Regions from separate parts of the Zea mays genome. Here all the other regions are linked to region 2. A link is a contact called in public Hi-C data. All regions are on one chromosome and are shown on one strand. The core of a region is the stretch at or near the end of the contact, and the rest is flanking DNA. Distances in the headings are between cores, read along the strand shown. Region 1 holds the start of LOC100277445. Region 2 holds the start of LOC100285687. Region 3 holds the start of LOC100283619.

The links. Hi-C and Micro-C count contacts between places; a contact is called where the count stands out from the background.
Region 1: a Hi-C map of bundle sheath shows a contact between it and region 2, with 4 times the contacts expected there. The contact joins the promoter of LOC100277445 here to the promoter of LOC100285687 in region 2. A contact is called at or near these places in 3 of 25 Hi-C or Micro-C datasets (bundle sheath, endosperm and tassel).
Region 3: a Hi-C map of ear shows a contact between it and region 2, with 2.4 times the contacts expected there. The contact joins the promoter of LOC100283619 here to the promoter of LOC100285687 in region 2. A contact is called at or near these places in 2 of 25 Hi-C or Micro-C datasets (ear and endosperm).

The regions. Positions count from the first base shown.
Region 1 is chr2:22,719,704-22,722,403 of Zm-B73-REFERENCE-NAM-5.0, forward strand. It overlaps LOC100277445, which reads left to right and starts at 1,265. Exons shown (of 1, transcript NM_001151006.2): 1 at 1,265-2,306. The coding sequence starts at 1,491. The coding sequence ends at 2,117. It also overlaps a transcript of LOC541976 not described here.
Region 2 is chr2:22,115,458-22,118,157 of Zm-B73-REFERENCE-NAM-5.0, forward strand. LOC100285687 reads left to right here and starts at 1,335. Exons shown (of 1, transcript NM_001372319.1): 1 at 1,335-2,684. The coding sequence starts at 1,460. The coding sequence ends at 2,299.
Region 3 is chr2:21,469,032-21,471,731 of Zm-B73-REFERENCE-NAM-5.0, forward strand. It overlaps LOC100283619, which reads right to left and starts at 1,379. Exons shown (of 1, transcript XM_020549268.3): 1 at 1-1,379. The coding sequence starts at 965. The coding sequence ends at 303.

The DNA.
Region 1 (2,700 bases), core at 15-2,514, 600 kb after region 2:
CCGTATGCTGCTGCCTGCAACACGCTACACGCAGGAACGCAGCTAGATGCCTAGCTAGCTCGGCCGCTCCACTTGCATGCTGCTCACCTGCATGCTGCTGCCTGCGCATCGCCGCCGACCAACTGTCCATCAGCATGTCGCCCAGTGCCTGCCCGTGCATCGCCGCCAACCGACTGGAGCAGGAGCACAACTATACCTGTACAGGACTGCACTGCAGGGGGCAACGGGACTATAGTGAAGCACACAGAAGAACGACATGAACAATGAAGAAGCCAGGAGCCTAGGAGTACAGACTGCCTCGGTAAGATGTCGGGTATCTCGGTTTAACCCGAACCCGAACCCGAAATTTCGGGTACCCGAAATTTCGGGTATCAAGTAATATCGGGTTGAGTTCGGGTTCAACTGCTGAATACCCGAATTTTTAAAAACCCGAACTACCCGACCCGAATTTTCGGGTATACCCGAACGCCCAGCCCTGCAAGTTAGGGAGGAACAAACTGGCCTTTATTCTCGGTCGTTGTGGCAACTACGTTAGTCTTAAGTTCCATCTTCCATCGGCCACGCCGTGCCCGGTGCCCGTGCAGCTCTGTGCGACTGTGCCGCGTGTGGCCTTGGTTCTACACTGCCTCATGGTCATGGAAATGTCGATATGGCCATGTCGTGCTGTGTCCTCGACTCCTTGGACGCGATGGTGGTGCGCGATTGCCCCGTCGCACACTTCAGAATTTCAGATGACGGATCGTCGGCTCCCCAATCATTCTCTGTCGTTGACATGGCCAGGCAGCTCTCGCTGCCACCGCATTGATGCGTTGGACGCTGCCGGCTACCGGGTCCCGGCTGCAGGACAACGGGACGCGGCACGTCACATCACATCGCCCTTGTGCTACGGCCACGCCGCGTCGGCGTCGGCGCCCCCGTCGATTGATCACACACGGACACGGCCCCACGCACACGGAAGCCGCGCCCGCGCGAGTCGCCTTGCCGCTGCCGCACGCTAGGTGGGCAGGTCGCACGCCTATCTGGTGGGCGTGACGCGCCGCATGCCGCCGTGCGCGGCCAGTCGAACGACGTGACGACCAGGCGACCAGCGTTCACCGTCTCCAGAAGCCAAATTCCATTTCGGCCCCCGAAACAAAAACATTATTACCAAGAAGCGGACACAGGCGAACCATTGGAGTCCACGGCGGCGCGCGCCGCCCGTGACCACCCGACGCATCGCAGCCGTCCAGCAGCCGAAATGGGGGACGGAAGGGAACGGAAGCCCACCGCGAAATTTTACGGGTCGCACGTCCCGCGCCGCGCGGCGTGTCGGTCAAGGTGCCCCCACGCGCCGCGGTTGGCGCCGCCGCCGCTGCCGCCCACCGCCGCCCGCGTGCGCCCACCGCCACCTGTTGCCGCCTAAGGGGAACGCCTCCGTTATAACCCAACGCTTCACCATCCATGCCGTCCTCCACCACCGCTTCACCATCCCCTCCAGGCCCACCACCACCATGGCCTCTCCTTCCCCTTCTTCCCCCGCCCGCGCCTCCGGCCGCCGCGTGCCGCCGCCGTGCTGGACGACCGACGAGACCCTCGCGCTCGCGCGGGCCTACACCGCGCGCCGCCTCGCCGTCGGCCGGGAGCACCTGACCTCCACCGACTGGGCCGCCGTAGCCGCGGCCGCCCCGTCCAAGACCGCCAGGCAGTGCCGCCACAAGATCGAGAAGCTCCGCCGACGCCTCCGGTCCAACCGCCGACGCCCATGCCCGCTCCTCGACGCCATGGATCTCCTCGACGGCCCTTCCCCGCCCTTCTTTTCCAAGTCCCAGTCCCGATCCACGTCCCTGTCCTCGTCGCCGCCGCCACCGGCGGCGGTTTCCACGCCGTCTCCCCCTTCCCCTCCCGCATCTCCGCCCAGGAAGAGGCGGCGGGACGATGCCTGGGACGAGGACGGTGTGAGCGACGTGGTGGGTGCTCTGAGGGCCATCGGGGAGGGTTTCCTGCGGGCGGAGGAGAGGAGGATGGAGGCCGCACGGGAGACGCAGAGGATGCGGATGGAGATGGCGCTCCGGCACCTCGATGCACAGAGGAGGCTCATGGACGCGCTTGTCGGCCGCATCATCGACGCCTTGGACTGAAGTGGTGGCACAAAGATGTTTCCTCTCAAGGTTTCTTGCCTGTCCTCGTTGCATGCTGCCTTGCGAGGAGTTTAGGAGTTTCTTAGTGCTGTTTATATGTAGTAGTTGTGATGGATCTGTGATGTAGTTGAACCGGACAAGCTTTAGTGTTTTTTCAGTCTTGCATTTGCTCAAAAGGAGAGTTTCTTATGGAAGTTGTCTTGCCTGTTGCACGTCTGTCGCCTACTTGTCTCCTTACTTTCATGTATCACGCTTTTAATTTGTTTGATTTTTATGTTCTGATGAAAGTGACATGTATACTACTGATAACCTAGGGATGTTAGAAGATTAGCATTGAGTTCTCATAACAATTATGTTTTTGGGCTCTGGACTTGTAATTCCTTGAAGAGAGAGAACACAATTGTCACTGCTACATTACAGACTTATACATCATAAAAAAATGTCTCTGCTACCTTGGCTCCTGCAGCACTTGGACAATAAGAACCGGAGATGTGTTATTTTAATGTCAGGGACTGTATTTTTTTAGTCCTTTGCTAGTGCCTCAACCTGTCAACTGTGGTCCGTGAGGCTAATAGTATTATTT
Region 2 (2,700 bases), core at 85-2,584:
CCCATTGGCGCGACGCGACGACGCCGCTGTTACAGAAAGCTAATAAGCAGTCATGCATGCATCACCACCCCTAGCTAGCTAGCTGGCAAAGCACGTCAAGGTCATGCGGTCTCTTCCGACCCCGGTTCCTGCAATTGCACTTGCACCCATTATCGGCCGAAACAAAAACTGCCAACGTTTCTAAGATATATACCCCCAGTGATATACACATACACACTAGCGCATCAGGACGTGCATGTGCGGTGGTGGATGAGTGGATCAGATCGTCCGCCTTTGGACGATGACGCTATACGACGTCGACAGTACAGGAGTACGTATATGCCTAGAACAAACGTACTAGAGGCCCAGCAGCGGGTGGAAGAAGACACGCTGCAGCCAGCGTAGCTTTGTTCAGATCTTCGTAAAGTCCATGGGATAAGTAGCTGATCACGCTTTCAAGCTCCGCTGCTGTCGTCTTTAATTTCTTTCTCCTCATGGTCTGGGCCCCCACAAAAGCTAGCTGTGGCTGTCTCTATCCTCCCGTGCCCAGCCCCCGGCCCGGGTCCGTGCAGCCACGAGACGGTCTAGAAGCAATGCACCACATGACTTCCACGCCATTTCTTCCTGCGACGGCAAACCTCAGGGCCACCGCATTGATGAATACAGATCCCACAGCTCTTGTCGCGGCTCCGGCTGTCGATTCCGCCCGCCCGCCCGCTCTTCTAGCTGTCAGGGATGATTTCCAACGGAACAAAATGCCTCCCTCGTCTAAAAAAACACACGAGGGAAATGCAGGTCAGGATCGAAGAATTTTTTTCAGTGATAATAATCATCGCCGCCAGAGGCCATGGAAAAACGTAGAGTATTCCTTCTGCCTTCTTCGCCGTCACGGGATCGCCGTGTGAACTGACCAGATCGAGAAGCCGAGGCGGACCAGGGCAGGTCTGGTCAGGCGATGGACCATCTAGAAAAGCACCGAGCGGTGGCAGGGCACGGGCCAACAGCGCCGCGGCACGCACGCACGAGGCACGATCCCGAGTGCCACCACGCCACGACGGGCTCCACCTCCCGCTGACGCCGACCTCATCGCTGACGCCACCACACTCTGCTAATCCCATTCCCATCCATCCACCTTAACCAACGGTCAGGGGCGGAAAGCGAGCGGCCCTCCCCCGCAAACTACTCGACTAAGATCACAATCAGGGCTATGCATTAGCGTCGCCTAACTGGGCCGCGACCCCTGCTTATTTTAATGAACAAGCCCATTCCGTCACGTGGCTGGCTCCAGGTTGGGAAAGTTCAACGAACCCGCCTCCGCCTATATAAAAGCCGCGCCCCGGCCCAGCCCTCGCCTCGCCGTTCAACTCGATCACTTCTTTCCCTTCCACACAACACACAGCTCACTCAACTCCCCTCCCGCTTCGTCAGCTCATCATCATAAACCAAACAGAGAGCTCTCTCTCGGTCGTTCCATTCCAGGATGCTGCTTAACCCGGCGTCCATGCTGGACACCATCCGGCAGCACCTCCTGGAGGAGCCACCAGCGGCGGCCGACGAGAGCTTCGGGATCCTGGTGGCGGACCAGTGGAGCGACTCGCTCCCGTTCCGCACCGACGACGCCGACGACATGGTGGTGTTCGGGGCGCTGCAGGACGCCTTCGCCTACGGCTGGCTGCCCGACGGCTCCTTCGCGCACGTGAAGCCCGAGCCGGTGCGGTCCCCCGACTCCTACTACTCCTCCTCCTACGACGGCTCCTGCTTCGGCGGCCTCCCGTACCCGGAGCAGCCACTGACGCCCGGCAGCGAGGGCGAGGCGGCCGCCACGCCCAGCCCCAGGAGGGAGGAGGCCGCGGCGGCCGTGGCCAGGGGCAAGCACTACAGGGGCGTCAGGCAGCGCCCGTGGGGCAAGTTCGCGGCGGAGATCAGGGACCCGGCCAAGAACGGCGCGCGCGTCTGGCTCGGCACCTACGACACCGCCGAGGACGCCGCGCTCGCCTACGACCGCGCCGCCTACCGCATGCGCGGCTCGCGCGCGCTCCTCAACTTCCCGCTCCGCATCGGCTCCGAGATCGCCGCCGCGGCCGCCGGGGACAAGCGGCCGTTGGCGTTGCCCGAGCCCGCCACCTCCTCGGACTCGTCCTCGTCCTCCACCGGCGGCTCGCCCAAGAGGCGGAAGCGAGGCGAGGCCGCCGCCGCCAACATGGCCATGGCGCTGGTGCCCCCGCCTTCCCAGCTTAGCCGGCCGGCCCAGCCATGGTTCCCTGCCGCGCCGGTCGAGCAGGCGGCGATGCCGCCGCGCGTGGAGCAGCTCGTCATCTAGCTAGCCCCGCGCGTTAAACCGGGCTCGCGGCGAGACAATGAGGCGTGCAAGTGCAACGACGGGTGCGCCGGTGGAAAGCTGAGGAAAACAGGACGATGCCCTGCGCTGCACTTGCGCGAATGCGACGGCGCGCGGAATGCGATAAGCTCGGGAGCAATTGGGGGTCCGGATGCCGCTGTTGCTCCGTGCAACTCGCGCAAGTGGAAAGAAGCTGTCTGTGTGTAGATTCATCCAAGTGTCTTGTCTGCAAACGGATTTTCGGTATATGCGTCCTTGTCACCTGTCAGGGTGGTGTGGTGTGAGGGCTTGGGCTTGTGCTGCTGATAAGTTTGGAGATCTGTACAAAGAAAAAACGTAGGGAGAAGATGAGATCAAGAACAGTCGTTGAAAAACAGAAAAGA
Region 3 (2,700 bases), core at 129-2,628, 650 kb before region 2:
AAGTAGCTGCATTTACATGTGTCCGTCCGGTCGATCTAAGGTAGTGTTTGGTTACTAGGGACTAATTTTTAGTCCCTCCATTTTATTCCACTTTAGTCTATAAATTGCAAAATATGGAAACTATAACTCTATTTTAGTTTCCATATTTAACAATTTAGTGACTAAAGTGGAATAAATTGGATAAACTAAAAATTAGTCTCTAAAGCCAAACACCCCCTAACACTCAACAGCTACCGATGCATGAACTCGCTGATCACTGCCAACCGCTCAAGGACAGGACTGGCGCGGTGGCATTGATCAGTTCAGTACTCCCACAGCAGCGGCTCCTCGATGATCCGGAACGCGCCGCCGCCGGCCACGTCGTCGTCGACGGCCCACGACGACGGCCCGCAGCATCTCAGGTCCAGAAGCAGGTCCGGGAGGTCGAACAGCGCGTCGTCCGGGTTGGGCTCGGCGTCCTGCGGCGCCGCCGGCGAGGCGGCGCTGGCGTCGTCGGAGGCGGAGGCGGAGGCGGAGCCGGAGCTGCTGCTCTCGGGGCTCTTGGCATTGGCGCCGCCGGGGGACGGCGGCAGAGGGAAGTCGGCGGCCGCGGCGAGCGCGGCCGCGGCCTGCACGTCCTTGGGCGCCGCGGTGGCCGGGCGCGGGAGCAGGTGCGCGAGGCCCGGGAAGTTGAGGTGCGCGTCGCGCGCGCCCTTGATGGCGAGCGCGGCCACGTCGTGCGCGCGCGCCGCCATCTCCGCGGTGGCGAAGGTGCCCAGCCAGATGCGAGACTTCTTGCGGGGCTCCCTGATCTCCGACACCCACTTGCCCCAGCTCCGCATGCGCACGCCGCGGTACGTCGGGTGCCGGCTGCCGTCCTTGCGCGCCCGCTTCTTCGGGTTCGGGGCCACGGAGGACGACGAGGAAGAGGAGGAGGATGACTGCGAGGGGGAGGGAGGGGAGGGAGGCTCCTGAGCGTCGTCCATGTCCTTGGCGGCTTCCTGCCTGCGGAGCGGTGGTGGTCGAGCTGCTGGGCCGGAGCGACAGCGGAGTGGAGACTAGAGACCTGGACTGGAGATGGGAGCATTGCGGGGTCTGGTTTTTATGGTGTGCCGCGGAGGACAGAGCGACGTGGCACAACTGCACAAGCAATGGAAACATAGGACAATGCCACCCAGTACGGACTACTTTGGAAAACCTCAAATCGCTTTTAGGATTAGAGAGAACTGAGGTGAAAATAAATTAATTTTCGCTTCAGTCCCCTTTAATTCCAAAGAATATTTGAGTTTTCAAACTAGCTTCAGATGACAATGGTGACTCGATCCTGGGTCCCACGAGGAATTCCTAAGAGAATGTAGATTGGAAAGATTCTTCCTCTATATGATGTAAATGGAAAAAACTCTTATTCAACAGGTACATGAGAACAGGAACGTGAAATCATTCTTCATCCTTGTTCTCTACGGATCCCGTTAAACATGTATGCGGCGATGTTTTCGTATACAAGTGTTGGGCACCAAAATGAGCGGATGGTCCGGCCCTTGGGCCCGGACGGTCCGCGTGTCCCGAGATTAGATCAACTCGGATATTTATCCTTATCTCGTGCGTGGTTATCCATCTAATCACGTGGGAGTTTGTTGCTATCTCTTAGGAAAAGGTCCAGACCTCCTCCCCTATAAATATAAAGGGGTACGGCCGATTGAGAACCCCCGAACACATTCCAATCGAACCAATTACCTTATTTACTTTTCCTGCCCTAGGAGTAGATGTAGCATAGTTCTAGTTGTAGTCTTCCGCATATCCACCTCCACCCCTATTCGACTCTACGTCGTCTAGATCCGTCTTGGGTGGCCTGCCGATCCCAAGACGACCCTAGGATCTCACCCCTCCCGAGGGGCAAGATCTAGTTGTCCATCCAAGACCTCTTCCTCGATTTGATCTCTTAATTCCTAGGCGACTCCACGTCATCTGGGGACGCCCCGGGTGACCTGTCGACCCGGAGCACCTTAAGATCTTTTCCCCCCAGGGGACGAGATCTAGATTCCAGCAAGGAGGAGGAAGACGACCCTGTCGCTAGGTCGCGGACCGTCTGGCCCTGTGCCGCGGACCGTCCGCGCCTGACCAGAGAGCACCGCCGCCGGTTCTTGTTGAGTGTTTGGCGCCCCAAAAAGGTGCCAACATACTTTTGGCGACTCCGCTGGGGAAGAAGTTGCAGATCTACAAAATCAGGCTTACATGGCCGATTCTAAAGATCTCAACAGTGCTTCTCCAAACAGCAACACAAGGCTGACTAATTTATCGGCCGCTGAGCATAAAAAATTAGAAGATGACATGAAGAAAATAGACGAGGAGGCCCACCGACAAAAGGATCAGGTGCTCAAGGTGGCGGACAAGTGGTACCTCTCGCACTTCAAGGTAGACTGCCACCAAAAGACCGTCCAAGAGAGGGAGATAAACGCCGAGTATATGTTAGTCGTGCTGCAACAGCTCCCCACAATAGGTGATGCCAGGTCAGCCGATGATATTCCATCTATTAAAATTTCTTTTGATAATCGGATTAAAAGTATCACGGAGGATATAGAGAGGATGACACATGCATTAGGAAAAACTCACATGCCTAATTTTTTATCACATAAATTAGGCGATGAAACAATTGCGCCAAACACATCGGCGGCAAATGGGTTTCCCCAGCCATATTCTGGTATGCCGATGGACTCATATCTA